Regions from separate parts of the Ovis aries genome. Here region 2 is linked to region 1. A link is a contact called in public Hi-C data. All regions are on one chromosome and are shown on one strand. The core of a region is the stretch at or near the end of the contact, and the rest is flanking DNA. Distances in the headings are between cores, read along the strand shown. Region 1 holds the start of LOC101103238 (C-X-C motif chemokine 6). Region 2 holds the start of LOC101104661 (growth-regulated protein homolog gamma).

What was found. A called contact is a pair of places that touch in the nucleus more often than the background predicts.
Region 2: a contact with region 1 is called in a Hi-C map of tail adipose tissue, with 4 times the contacts expected there. The contact joins the promoter of LOC101104661 here to the promoter of LOC101103238 in region 1. A contact is called at or near these places in 3 of 16 Hi-C or Micro-C datasets (omental adipose tissue, skin fibroblasts and tail adipose tissue).

Annotation. Positions count from the first base shown.
Region 1 is chr6:89,633,076-89,635,775 of ARS-UI_Ramb_v3.0, reverse strand. LOC101103238 (C-X-C motif chemokine 6) reads right to left here and starts at 1,448. Exons shown (of 4, transcript XM_027971406.3): 1 at 1,269-1,448; 2 at 996-1,128; 3 at 785-868; 4 at 1-433. The coding sequence starts at 1,374. The coding sequence ends at 418. LOC121819875 (a long non-coding RNA gene) reads left to right here and starts at 1,585. Exons shown (of 5, transcript XR_009601064.1): 1 at 1,585-1,812.
Region 2 is chr6:89,811,347-89,814,046 of ARS-UI_Ramb_v3.0, reverse strand. It overlaps LOC101104661 (growth-regulated protein homolog gamma), which reads right to left and starts at 1,331. Exons shown (of 4, transcript XM_012180145.4): 1 at 1,174-1,331; 2 at 959-1,082; 3 at 766-849. The coding sequence starts at 1,261. LOC105615523 (a long non-coding RNA gene) reads left to right here. Exons shown (of 7, transcript XR_009601075.1): 1 at 1-184.

The DNA of each region.
Region 1 (2,700 bases), core at 199-2,698:
TATATCTCCATATACAGCATTCCAGTCAAATTCCATTCACTCTCACACAGCTTTTCCCATGGCAGTATAAGAACTACATTCTAGAAACAACAGTAGTCACCTTGAAAGGATTAACAATCAGTGATTCCTTGATTCACAATTTAGTCAACTCTTAAAGAATTCAATAGCATAGCAGTTAAAATAACAGCAAATAAGGAGCAGAAAATACTATGCTAAACAGGACATAAACTGAGCAGAAAGCTGCAAGAACAAGCATAGATTCCCTCTTCCTTTGTCTCTTTCATAGTGGGGAATTCATACAGAAACCTAACTCATTGGAGAAAATGAGCTCTTGCTTCTTGTCTTCAGTGGGTCCAGAGGTCCCCAGAAAATTCTGCTGAAGAACTGGGCAATTCTTCCAATGCACGGTCCTTTCTTTTAATTGTTCTTTCCACTGTTGAAAAAAGAATTATATCAATTTAACCAAATTTCCACACATCTGTCTACCCCAACTTGTTTTCAAACCAGGGTTTAGGATCAATAAAAAGCAGACGGTAGAGTCCTTAACAAACAAAATACATCTCAGTAGTGAGTTCTGTGTAACCTCTTAGGCAATTCATGTTGAGATTCATGATAAGAGTTTTCCCAGGACTTTGGAGAATAACTTTCCCTTCTCCGGAACATCCTTTTTATTTTAAACATGGTCTGGAATGTGGTCGCCAAATCTCAGACATAGGGTAAGGACTTTGACAAATCCACACTCCAAGATAGATTAAGAAACCAGAAAGAGCAAAGTGACAGATACCTGTCCAATATTTTCTGGACGATCTTCTTGATCAAAGGAGCTTCTGGGTCCAGACAGACTTCCCTTCCATTCTTCAAGGTGGCTCTGCAGAGAGAAAACGAAGATGCCCCCATGAACGTGGGGGCTGAAGACTAAGGCGGGATGGTGGGGTGGGGGAAAACCTTCCTTCTTGCAAAGGTCACGGTGGACAGCGCCGCGCACTAGGACTTACACCACTTCCACCTTGGAGCACTGCGGTCCCGCGGCGGTCACCTGCAGATCACTGACCATTTTGGGATGAATTCCCGGGGTGGTGGTTAAACACACACAACGCAGCTCTCTCACAACGGCCGCGACAGGACCAGCTGGGGTAGGAGAGACACCGTTATAGGGCAGGTTGCTGGGAGAGCTCTTTCCCGGTCCGCCCGCCTGGGACACTTCCCCACGCCCGGGACGCCGCTCCGCTCCACCCGCCGGGTGCGCTCGGCTGGTCTCGCGCTCTCACCGCTGGCGAGGGGCACGGGCGGCGTCAGCAGCAGCAGCGCGAGCAGCGCGCACAGGGAGCCCGAGGGGCCGGAGAGGCGGGCGGCGCGGCTGGATAGCAGTCTCATAGTGGCGAAGAGAGGACTGCGGAGGGTTCCGAAGGAGGGAGAAGGCGCGGGATTCGAAGCTCCAGAGCGCTTGTGACTGCCTCGGGTCTTCAGCATACCTTTTATATGCCCTGGCCCCTTCCTCCAGGCAGGAAACTCAACCTTTAGGATGCTTGGGAAATTCCCTGAACTAAGGGGGGCGGGGAGAGGGGGCCGGGTGGAGTGGGGGCTGGAGGAGCGGGGTTTGAGGAGGGTGGTTGGGAGGAGCAGCCCGCGGTGGATCTGTTAGGTCGCCCAGCGGTGGCTGGAGTGGATGCTGCTTTCGCTGGAAGTAAGAAGCAATCCTGCGGAGATTTTGTCCACCCGGGCCAGCCCGGGCTAGCGAAAGCCAGTTTCTCCAGGATGACAGGTGTCTTTTCAGAGATGCCCCTCATCTTCATCTAAACAGAAAGGCACAAAGTAAGCCACTGGAAGTGTTCTTTAGGGGGAGAGGGGTTGTTTTTGTTTTGTTTTTCTTTCTTTTTTCTTTTTTAAAATTAATTTGGCTCTGCCCAGGGCGAGGGGGCGGGGGTGGTGGGGCGGACATGCGGTATCTTTGTTCCGCATCAGGGATCCAACCGCAAGCCTGCTTTGGCAGCATGGAGTCTTAACCACTGAACCTGCAGGGAAGTTTAGCTGACAGGTTAGATTTTAGAAAATTTTCTGAACCCTTTTCTAATTATTATTATAACTGTAATAATTATTACTATTCAGTTAATGTAAGCTGTGTCTCAAACTACACCAAACTGAAAAACCTTTCACTCCTGCTTGCCGGCAAACCATTCTAGCTTCCTCAGATTAGTTTGTAATTCTCTGGACTTCAGCCAGCAGTTAGAAGCCAAGATAAGATGATGAAAGTATCTGTACTCCTACTTGAAGTCAGTGGAAGGAATAGGCTGCAAAAGCAAGTCCACTTTCTGGGAATTTTATACATAGTTTTGCAAACATGCATGTCAAGGTGGTTTAACAAAAATCATCCAAAAAATCACCCACCAAATTGCCCTGGGAAAAAATGCCTTGCTTTCAGCAGTTCAGTACACTGTGGAATTGGAAGACTCTGTGGTCTTGGTTGGGGGTGGGATGAGTGCAGATTACAGCAGTGCCCCAGAGACCATCCTCTTGGTATGGCTCCAGACCTAACCAGATGTGTAATTGACCCAGTTTGGAGAAGCCCTGGAGTCTGATGAGTTTAAGGGGCTCATCTGGAAGTTTGGTTCTAGGGATCTGAATCAGTTTGGCAGTGAGATGGCACCCACTCACTTCACTCAGCTAACTTCATGAGATGGGAGGATGACTCACACACACAGG
Region 2 (2,700 bases), core at 82-2,581, 180 kb before region 1:
TAGGGTTACAGGTGCTGAGGAAAGCTATTCTTCTTGTACAGGCCCCAAGGCTGGAGGGACTTCTGCATGGAGACCCTGGCCCAGCTTTGCACTCAGAAAAGGTTTCTGCTAAAAAAGATTTTAAAACTTTCACAGGCATCCTAGAACTCAGGGAGCTTTCACTGCAAAGTCCTGCTCTTCACTGGTAAGTTTCTGAGGTCCTGGTTGCCGGAAACCCGGGTCTCCATTTTTCAGGTAGAAACCATTGAGGAATGGAGGTAAACAACATCTGTTCTTTAATGGGTTGGAAGCATTTTACCATTTCTGGTTAAATTTACTTAGTCTTTTAAAATCGCTCAGTTGTGTCTGATTCTTTGTGACTCTATGGACTGTAGGCTACCAGGCTCCTCTGTCCATGGAATTCTCTAGTCAAGAAGATTGGAGTGGGTAGCCATTCCCTTCTCCAGGGGATCTTCCTGACCCAAGGGTTGAACCTGGGTCGCCTGCATTGCAAGTGAATTCTTTACCTTCTGAGCCACCAGGAGAGCCCTACTTAATCTTTTAGGAACATACAGGTTCATTTGAATGGGGATGGAGAGGAGGGTCAGGACAGAGGGAGCTGGAAACAGCCTTCGGACACTAGAGCAGATCAAATTTAATGGGAAATAATGGTTTTTAGTCCTACAACTAAACTGTGGGTTTATCAAATACTATTTTCAGGAAGTAGATGCCAGTATTTGAGGGCAATGGCTCTAGTTGCAAGTAGGAATAAAATCCATGACTTACTTGTTTAGCATCTTATTGATGATTTTCTTAACCATGGGAGCTTCAGGGTTGAGACAAGCTTCCTGACCATTCTTAAGAGTGGCTCTGCAGAGAGAAGGGAGAATCCACGTGAGGCAGGAGGTCGGGCTGTAAGTCTAGGTTGGGGCATCCGGACTGCCGGGGTGATAAGAACAACAACAATGGCTCTACTTACATGACTTCGGTTTGGCCGCAGTGGGGGCCCGGGGGCGTCACCTTGACGCTCTGGATGTTCTTGAGGTGAATCCCCTGCAAAGTCTGCAGGCAATGGCAGCGCAGTTCATTGACCACGGGCGCCCCTGCGGGAAGGACAGAGTGGGTTAGGGGCTGCCCCCATGGGTACCCGCCCGTCCCCGTCCCGCCCAGTGGATCCCGGGCTCCGGTTCTCACCTGCTGCGCGCCGGCCGGCGGCCACCAGGAGCAGGAGCAGCATCGCGGCGCGGAGGAGGCGGGGAGCGGCGGTCGCGGCTCGGGCCATGGGTCTCAGCTCGGAGGGTCTGTGTCTGCGGCGGGAAGGCTGGCGGGAGCGCTGGCTGAGCGGGCTCTGTGGCTCTCGGAGCCTAGCGAACCCCTTTTATCCATGGTTGGGGCGGGAGTTGGCAGCCCCGGGCCCGGGAAATTCCCGGACGCGCGGGTCATTCCCGGGTCCGGAAGGAAGGCTTGGCCCCGCCTGCCTCCCGGGGAGTCCACGCACGCGGGGTGTCCTCTTTGTGCCCAAATCCCCACGTGGGGAATGAGTGGCCGCCAGGCTGGGGCTACCTAAGGTCGAGAGGGGTGCCGTGGGCGCCCGGACACCCCTGGTTGTCAGCGGACGTTGTCAGACTAGTATAGGGACTGCACCACAGTTTAGGGGGGAGTTAATTTCTTTCAAAGACACTTCCATTTTGGAGATTGAACGAGTTGAGGCTAGAATGGCAGCCTTTGTTTGTTTGTTTTGTCTATCTTTCCTTTTTCTTTAATTTGCATTTTGTAGACTTTATGAATCCCTGACATAAATGCACTTTTTAAAATAACATATCATCTCAGTTTATATGTAAGAACCTTTGTCTAATACCTGATGTTCTAGGATCAAAAATAAATCACACTAGTGCCATTGTTTTGTTTTGTTTTGTTTGAGATATGAACTGGGGGCGAGGGCCAGGGACCTGACTATTAAATGGGTTGATTCCCTGTTTATTTTAGGATACTGTGTTGTAATCTGTTATCTGTCCTCTCTTCGAAATTCTGGAACTTAGTGATTCCAAGAGCACCACTTTTTGTTACACAGAAGGCTGTGTTTTCACTCACCGCAGATATAAGGTATTATAAAGGGCCAAGTTGGGCTCAGGAGGTCCCTTCACCTTTCCTAGGCCTGTCTGTGGGCAGAAAAGATCTTAAGATCAGAAAGTGAGTGCCTAAGATTCCTGACTTTAAACAGCAGATATGGCTTTGGACACAAATACTAGATTACTAATACATTTCACTCCATGTTATTTGAATTTGCCTATTTCTTTGAACTAATTCCTCCTGGGAATCAACTATCAATGTACTTACATTTCAAATTCTATGTAACTGAGGCCTTCTCACTTGCAGCATCAGTTTCAATATCCCTTTTTAGATTAAACTGTAGTTGGTCTAAGTTGACCCTCCAGAGTAGGTAAGGACTTTGGGGATGTGTGTGATGTTCTGTGGATGCTGTGAGAAGGATTGGGGAGTGGAGGAAGAGGGTCTGCCTCAGGAACAGAGGGATTTTGTCAATCAGGCTGTCAAGGCTGAAATCTCAACTGTACATTTACCTGCCACCATGGGATCATGGGCAGTTTATTTAATCTGTCCCTGTTCTTGCTCTTCCTCTGTTAAAGCGAGCTAATGATAGTGTCTACCTCACAGAATTGTTATGAATATGAAATGTGTTAACATTTCTAGAAGAGTGTGTGC